3 separate regions of the Mus musculus genome follow, and all the other regions are linked to region 3. Evidence: chromatin contacts called from public promoter capture Hi-C data. All regions are on one chromosome and are shown on one strand. The core of a region is the stretch at or near the end of the contact, and the rest is flanking DNA. Distances in the headings are between cores, read along the strand shown.

What was found. Promoter capture Hi-C pulls out the DNA fragments that hold promoters and counts their contacts.
Region 1: a promoter capture Hi-C map of pre-B cells shows a contact between it and region 3, with 2.9 times the contacts expected there. The contact joins the promoter of Misp here to the promoter of Mex3d in region 3. A contact is called at or near these places in 3 of 39 promoter capture datasets (embryonic stem cells, hippocampal neurons and pre-B cells), 1 of 115 datasets of contacts at active chromatin or transcription factors (double positive thymocytes) and 3 of 9 other capture datasets (adipose tissue, embryonic stem cells and liver).
Region 2: a promoter capture Hi-C map of fetal liver shows a contact between it and region 3, with 6 times the contacts expected there. The contact joins the promoter of Prss57 here to the promoter of Mex3d in region 3. A contact is called at or near these places in 4 of 39 promoter capture datasets (embryonic stem cells, fetal liver, pre-B cells and 1 more), 2 of 484 Hi-C or Micro-C datasets (CD8 T cells and embryonic stem cells) and 1 of 115 datasets of contacts at active chromatin or transcription factors (pancreatic cancer cells).

What each region holds. Positions count from the first base shown.
Region 1 is chr10:79,819,628-79,822,381 of GRCm38.p6, forward strand. Misp (mitotic spindle positioning) reads left to right here and starts at 1,394. Exons shown (of 5, transcript NM_030218.2): 1 at 1,394-1,466. It overlaps Palm (paralemmin), which reads left to right. Exons shown (of 9, transcript NM_023128.4): 9 at 1-1,269.
Region 2 is chr10:79,787,717-79,790,416 of GRCm38.p6, forward strand. It overlaps Prss57 (protease, serine 57), which reads right to left and starts at 1,269. Exons shown (of 5, transcript NM_001042710.1): 1 at 1,127-1,269. The coding sequence starts at 1,226.
Region 3 is chr10:80,386,212-80,388,911 of GRCm38.p6, forward strand. Mex3d (mex3 RNA binding family member D) reads right to left here and starts at 1,440. Exons shown (of 2, transcript NM_198615.2): 1 at 450-1,440. The coding sequence starts at 1,209. Gm30823 (a long non-coding RNA gene) reads left to right here and starts at 1,549. Exons shown (of 3, transcript XR_380610.3): 1 at 1,549-1,686.

The DNA.
Region 1 (2,754 bases), core at 144-2,643, 570 kb before region 3:
CTCCCCGGCGCCTGCCCACCCTCACCCTCCGCCTCACAGGCCCCAGACACGTGTGTGATCCCTATGCACCTCGAGTCTCGGGTGGGGGGTGCTCTGCCCGTCACCACACTCCACACTCACCCCGAACCTCTGAGCCGTGGGTCACCCCTTGGTGAGAGACAGGCCAGCCCATATCAGCCCCTCTAAGAATGGGGACCCCTCAGTCCAGGTCACAGCAGGTTTACACAGGCGGCTTATGCCCACCGTGGTCCCAGCCTGGTGTCCCCTTGCCGCCCCAGGCCAGCCTGTCTGTGCCTTATCGTTACTTTTGGGGAGTCTTCGAGGGGACCAGAAAGGGTCTCCCTGGCCAAGGCGCCAGCGACCTAATGTGGGCAGGTGGAGTGAGGCCACAGTTCTTTGGGGACTCAAAGTCTTGAAGTTCTAGGGAGGAGGATGGGCACCTGTGGATCCCCTCCCATAGGTAGCAGAGCTCAAAGCAGGGGAAACTCTTCACCGGGGATAGAACAATCACCCGCAGGATGGAGTCATTGTTGGCCAGCCAAGCCACTCCCTGTCCTGAGTCCCACCCCCACCCCCACCATGCACACACTGGGCCCTTCTTCCTGGTGCTAATTTTGGGAGCTTTGGGGTCACCTCTGCCCTCTTCTCTAGTTGGTTTGGACCAGGGTCCTGGGTTTCCCACATACCCCCATACCCTAGAAGTCAGTGGGTATGTCTGCCAGCGCCACAAAACCTAGCATATCCAGGCAGGTTTAGGCTGCTCCACACACACTTTGGGTGGGAGTAAGGGACCCCCCCCCATCTGCCACCTGGCCTGACGGGAGCCTGGCAGAGGGTCACCAACCTTCGGGCAGGCAGCAGTAGCCACTTTGGTCCCCAGAGGCACAACCCTGCACACAGGAGCTGACTCAACTTCAAAGGACCACGCCTGGTCTAGGTCCCTTTCCTTGGGACCCCAGCCTGGTGTGCAGCAGGGTGCAGGGCCTCCTGCGGGCCCCGTCACTACCCGCAGCTACAGTAGGGGCTCAAGCAGAGGCCACGGGGTCTGTGTCCTGTCCTTCCCGTGGCCTGGAGGAGAGGCGCACTTTCCTGAGGGTGAGCTATGGCCGTGGTCATGGCACCCCCGTCTTCCTCCTCCTTTGAGTCTGCCTGAGTTCCTCAAGCCCTGAGCCTCGGCTGAAGTGCCCTTGCTGCCCCCTTCTGCTTTTGACGTGTGGCAAGGCCCCGCCCTTCACCCCCATGTTCTTGACTTTCCCAGAGAAACAAATTAAAAAAAAAAAAAAAAAAAGTGTGTAGAGCCAGGTTGCTGAAGTTCTTGGGTTTCACCTGGGCGGGAAGGGGTGCGGCCTCCTAGTGGTGGAGCCATAAAAAGGCTGGGTCCTGTAGAGCACAGGAGAAACTTCTCCCCTGCGGCTGCTGCAGCCCTCACTGGGCATTTTCGCCAGGACTCTGCGGCACCTGGTCAGGTAAGCGACAGCTGTGGCCAGCCACCCCCACGGGCCTCGGTCTCCACATCTTCCACACCCATGTCCTTGGGCTGTGATGTTGAGAGTAGAGAGGTCCTCACAGATAGCCCACAAGTTCTGAGCCAGGTTCTGCATAGTAGAGGAGTACCCCCCTTTTTTTTCATGTTTTTTTTTTTTGGAGAATTTTTTTTCCTTTGGCCTCAGTTGCCCTATCTGTATAAAATAGATGTCTAGGAGTCCTGTGTTCCCAACACACTGGGTATTCCAGACTTGAGTAAAAGGCCTATAACCAAGCTGACCTCAAACTCTTTAAGTAATCCTCCTGCATTAGTTTCCTGAGTACTGAGATGTCAGGTGTGTGGGCTCAATCAGAGGCCCTTTCAGGACTCAGTTTCCCCATGAAAGGTGGTTGGTATGGTGGAGTACCTACGATGTACGGAGGGAGGTGCTAATTCAAATCCATCCGACCTGTGGGACTGGATATGCACTGCACTTCAATGCCCACTTCTGCTAAATAGGGATGAAGGGGCCCAAGGGGGCTTTGGGAAAACTGCTGTCTCAACCCTGGCTTTGACTGTCTCCTCGATGGTAGGTGATGGGCACCACATCTGTCAAGGGCCCCTGGAGTCCAGCTGGGGGACCACGGACTGGAGGGAAGAAGGGAAGACAAGAGATTCAGAGGGACCTCACAAGCCCGCCCACGGGAGGCCAGGAACCCCAGCACTATGCCCAGGCCCCACACACAGGCCGTGGGCTGCCAGAGGGGTATGGTGGGGTCTGACCTGTTCGGTCCGTGTTCCTGGGCGTTTTACATGATTACCTTTGAGTTTTTGAGAGAGGTCTCACTCTGTAGCCAAAGTTGACCTCAAACGAATAGCAATCCCACTGCCTCAGCCTCCTGAGTACTGGGGTGTAGGCCTCTTTCTCTGTACCTGGCTTCGCGCTGGGTGTTTCTGAAGGCGTCATCGTTTCATATGAAATTTTCTGTGAATGTGACAGGGAGAATTCCCATTTCCTGGATGAGTAAGGGAGGGTCAGAGGGTTGGGGAGGAACCAGCCGGAAGCCCCACAGACCCCCTTCTAGAGAGCAGCAATTCGAGACCCAGGCCCTGAGTTTCCTAATCCTGCCGTGGTATCTGCTAGTCTGGAAACATCGTGCACATCTGTCCTTCAGCCTGCCTGGATCAAATAGGGCATTGATCGAAAGAAGAGACAGAGATTCAAAGGGGTCCCACAAGCTAGCCCAGGCTTGGGATTCAGTCTCCTCGTTCCGCAGGGATGCACCCCG
Region 2 (2,700 bases), core at 19-2,518, 600 kb before region 3:
GGCTACATGATGAGACCTCGCCTAAGAGTGAGTGTGTGTGTGTGTGTGAGAGAGAGAGAGACAGACAGACAGACAGACAGAGACAGAGACAGAGACAGAGACAGAGACAGAGACAGAGACAGAGACAGAGACAGAGATGAGACAGACAGACAAAGCCAGTCCCAGGCACCCTCAGCACCACATAAGCATGGTGTAGCAGTGCAGGCCTGCTGTTTCAGAACTCTGGAAGTGGAGGCAGGAGGATCAGGAATTCAAGGTGATTCCCTTTTCAGCTGCCCAGCTATTTCAAGGTGCCTGGACCACGAGAAACCCACTTTACTTAAGAGAAATAGAGGGGACCAAGTGGTGGGGCACACCTTTAATCCCAGTGCTTGGGAGGCAAAGGCAGGCAGATTTCTGAGTTCGAGACCAGCCTGGTCTACAAAGTGAGTTCCAGTACAGCCAGGGCTACACAGAGAAACCCTGTCTTGAAAGCAAACAGATAGACAGACATGGATGGATGGATGGATGGATGGATGGATAGATAGATAGATAGATAGATAATTAAAGACTGAGGCTAGGAGACCTTTTGGGCCTGTGATAGGTTCAGCAGGCAAAGGCACATGCTACCAAGCTTGACAATCTGAGTTTAATCCCAGGAACCCCTATGGTAGAAGGACAGAATCGACCCCTGCAAGTTTTCCACTGGTTGTGACAAGCACTATCTACATGTACTCTCTCAAAATAAATAAATGTAATTTTTAAAAAATAGGAGGCTTGGAGAAATGGCTCGTTATTTAAAACCCCTGGCTGGTCTTACTGAGGACTTAGATTCTAATGCCAGCATCTACATGATTGTTGGAACCGACTGTAAATTCCAGGGGATCTGATGCCACCTTCTGGTTCCTCCAGGTACTGCAGGCATGCAAACATACAGGCAAAACACTAATACACACAAAAATAAAAACAAAACAAAACAAAAGCTAGGAAGCCCAGTCTCCACGATCTTGTACCTGAGGTGGCTGAAGTCCCTACTGGCTGCCCCACCCCCACCCCATAGCCTCCTGCCTGAGCAAGAGTACACGTGCATCCTGTGTGGGAGCCTGGTCACCTTGGGTAGGGTCTAATGGCCATTTGGAGTTCTCACCAGGGAGCCACATGAGCTGGGTCAGGGCAGCTGCTGTAGTCAGCACCAGACAGTGCCAGCCTCCTCTTGTCCCAGGCACCATAGCTGTAGAGGATGGCATCTTTCTGGTGAGGTCTGCAGGTGCAGGAGGCACCCAACGGTTCAGTCCAGAAAGTTGTTCCGGGTCTGTGGTCTGTGGTCAGAAGGTGGAGCAGGCACTTCTGGAAATCAGGGGAGGCCACGTTACTGTTTCTTGTCTCCAACTGTGCTGCTCATGAAAACCCAGAAGTTTAGAAACAAGATTGGTTTGTGAGCTCAAACTCCCCTTGTACCTTCCTACTAGATTATCTGGCCACTGAACGCATTCAGACCTTCTCAGGGGACAGTCATCCTGGAAGCACCAACTCTGCTTATCTGTCTGTCCCCAGCCAGGTAGCCCAGGAGCAAGCACCTTGACCCTTGACCTCAGTTTCCCCATCATGAACCTGAGGTCAGTGAGGACCATAAAGCTAGTTCTTTGGGGAGGGCTCTGAGTTGGGCTGACTTTATTGCTTTTACTGAGGTCCTACTGTATACCATACTTCCTTGGAAGAACTGGGGACATAGCAGAGAGTGACCCTAAGGTCTGGAGTCCAGAGACCACCCATCAGGATATGTGCTGGGCTTGGGTTTCCTCGTGGTGGGGACCTTTGGGAGAGAAAGTTCAGTTATCTGGCCTCTAATTCAATACGCTCTTGAACTAGCTATCCAGCTGAGAATAGCCCTGAACGCCTGCCTGCCTCTCCCTCCTCTATCCTCCAAGTGCTAAGGCCACAGGTGTTGTCTACCATGGACCCACGTAAGGTGGGAACATAAGCTTCCCCTAGGTTGTGAGATGGAGCCCAGAGCACACACTGGCTGGGCTTGTACTGGTCCATGCTTGTTAGCAGATGCTGCAGCTTTAATTAAGTCTGCTACAGGCTATGCCCTAGTTGGCCTGTAGGACCCACCCCAGGGCTGATGCAAATGGTAGGTACCTAAGAGCAGAGAGGGGCTTGGGTGAACTCAGGGTGCACAGTGGTCCCAGACAGCTCAGGAAGGGGAGAGGGCTCAGGGTCAGCAAGGGCATCCTGCAGGAGAAGGCACTGTTGTCTTAGCAACAACCTCCCAAAAGGGTCACTCCATCCCCCACTGAGGATGCAGGGGGAAGCTCTGCACCATTGGCCTTTGAGGGAGCCAGGGCTCAGGAAGGTAGTAGTGACCAGACACAGAGCAGGAGGGGAAGGAGGGAGAGACCCCAGAGAGCCAGGGCCAGAGGAACATAAGAGAGTAACAGAAACAGGTGAAGGTGGAATGAGACAGAGAGGGAGGGGAAGACAAAGACAGAGATAAGGACAGAAAGAAAGCCAAGCCTGAAGAGGATGCATACCTTTAACTCCAGCTCTCTGGAGACACTGGCAGATGGGTCTCTGAGATTAAAGCCAGCCTGTTTTACAGAGTGAGTCCTTGCCAAACAAAAAGCAAGCAAGCAAGCAAACAAACAAACAGAAAGCAGGTCTGGGGAGAAGGCTTAGCAGTTTAGAGCACTGGCTACTCTTCCAAAGGACCTGGGTTTG
Region 3 (2,700 bases), core at 190-2,689:
TTCTATCTAAACTACTATACTTCAATCCTGCCCTCCGGGCACCCTCCCTGGGCTAGCAAGTCTAAGCTGGCCCCGCCCCATGCCTATCTGTGGGTGGGTGGGGGGCAGCCCTAGCTGCTTCTAAGGGGCCTATGTCCTAAGGTGTCCCCCAGCTATGGCACATGGACTGTGGTTGTCCCTAGGAACCCAGACAAAGGCCGCGGTTGTGGCCACAGCTTGGGCAGTGCCCAACTTCTGCAGCAGCCGGCAGCTTTGAACAAAGGCGCCAAGAAATCCACCGAGGCCTAGATTCCACACGGGGCGTGTCCCTGGGGTCTCCTGGTCACATTCACCCTGGGCTAGAACGGGCCACAGCTTGTCCCTTCCTCCCACCAATACATACGTGCCCCCCTCAATATTTATCCAGGAGAATAAGCGCGCCCCTGCACTCCTCGACGGCAGCCACTCACCCTGACGACCCACGATCTCCGCGACATGCTCCGAGCTGGGCACCGGCACACACTCGGTCATGTTCACGCTTTTCTTGCGACTCCCGATCACGTTCAACTGCTCAGCCAGCAGCGTCGAGGGACCCAGGGCAGCCGGGTGTGGCGCGAAGCTGGCGAACACGTCTGGGGGTGATGGCCGGGGGCTCACGTCGGGGTCCAAAAGAGGCAGCCCGCCGGGGGCCACCGAAGAAGCCACGGCCATCGTGGGTGCCAGGGTCACCGAGGGTGTCAGTGCCATTGAGGGTGCCACCGTCACCGAGGGTGCCACAGCCATGCAGGGTGCACAAGTCACCGAGGGTGCCAGGGCCATCGAGGGTGCACTGGTCACCGAGGGTGCCAGGGCCATCGAGGGTGCACAAGTCACCGAGGGTGCCAGGGCCATCGAGGGTCCCACGCCCATCGAGGGCGCACCAGTCACCGGGGGCGCCACGGCCACCTCGAGCTCGTCGGGGGGCGCGGGCTCATCCTCTCCGCATTCTGTCGCCCCGTCCGCGCTGCGTGTCGCCATCCCTTCATCTCCGGGGCGCGCGCCCCCCAGCCCGAGCGCGGACAGCTGGTCCAGCGCCAGGCGCAGCGCAGCGGCCGCGTCGTCGGGCTCGGGTGGCGGCCGGGGCGCGGCATCCTCGGCTCCCGCGAGTGCAGGGTGCGGATGCCCGGGGTCGCCGGCGGTGGTCCCGGTTCCCGCGCCGCCCGCGTCGGGCTGCCCGGTGGAGCCCGGCATGGCTTTAGCGCTCGGGCCCGCGCCGCCGCCGCCGCCCGCGCCGCCCTCCGCGTCTGCGAGCTCGGCCGCCGGCCGCCGGCATCCAGCGGCGGGGCGGGGACGGCGGCGCGGGGATGCTGCGGGGACGCGGGGCTGCGGGGCGGTGGCGCTGTGGCAGGGCTGGCGGCGGCTCCTGGGCGGCCGAGGCGGCGGCGGCGGCGGCGGCGGCGGCGGCGGTGGCACGGGACGCTCGTGCCCTCCCTCCCTCCGCCCTCCCGCCGCCCCGCCCCGGCCCCGCCCCGCGACGTCACCGCGGCCAACAATGGGCAACGCCGCTGCGCACGCGCGGGCCGGGCCGGCAGTCACGTGTTTGCCCCGCCCCCGCCCAGGGTGCGGACCCTCCCCTTCCTCCTCCCTCTCCCCCTCCCCCTGGCCCGCCCGCACGTGCGGGAGGCGCCACAGGTGGGTCGGCGGAGCCCGCAGTTCTGAGCCACCTTGGTGCGTCCCGGGGATATGGGGAGGGTCGTGTGCTCCAGGAGCCCTCGCCATCACCCCTGGCTTCCCCGGCCTCCTCCCAGTGCCCGCCAGGGGACCTTCGGGACCTCTATCAGGGATCACTTGGCGGCCACACTGTGTTTCCCCTTCCCCGATCCCACAAAATCATCTCTGTGCTCAAAAGTGTGGAGTCCCCCTCCTGTGTCTTTCTTCTCTAGTCAGTCCTCGCTCTTCGAGAGCAGGGAAATCCTCCCCGTGTGCCTGGAGACCTTGGGGACCCTCTGGCAGGGATCACCTCGCAGCCACACGGTGTTTTCTTTCACATCAGCCCCTACACTGTGACTACATCGTAAAGGCAATATTCTCTAGTACCTGGCTTGCCCCAGGCTGTCCTTGCCCTCCAGAAGCCGGGGATTTCTACCTATGTGCACCTGGGGACTCTCTAGTTTAGGGTACCACACTGACTCTGGTCCCCCACCTCACCCTCAGTCATGGAACCCACTCTGAGTAACAGGGTGGCGCCAGCTCCTGTGCTGTGTTCTTCCAGCTGGTTCTGTCCTCCTCCTGACGACGGCGCCTCTATCCCAAGCACATTTAATGACTTGGGGACCCATTCCCCGAGTCACGTCCTTCCTGGCATGGTGTCTGGGCAGCCAGAGGTCCCTTTCCCCAAGTCAAGCCTTTCCCAACAGCTCATCCTTGGGGGTGGAGGGGGTTGTGTACACCCAAACTTAGACATAAGCACTTAGAACTTGTGGGGTGAATCGCTTCCCAGCAGACACTGCCCATAATCATTTGAGACGACCCTCACTGGAGATGCTGGGCTCTGAGGAAGGCAGCCTCTTCCACAGGCTCTGCCTACCTCCAGGGCCATACTGTCCCCAGCTGTTGCATATACCTCAGAGTTCCTGTTGAGATTTCTCATGAACAGGGAACAGGATGGACCTTGTCTGGGTCCTTGCCTACAGCTGACTGCAACCTCAGGTCAGTTGTGTCCCAGGGTCTGGGGCAGAGGCC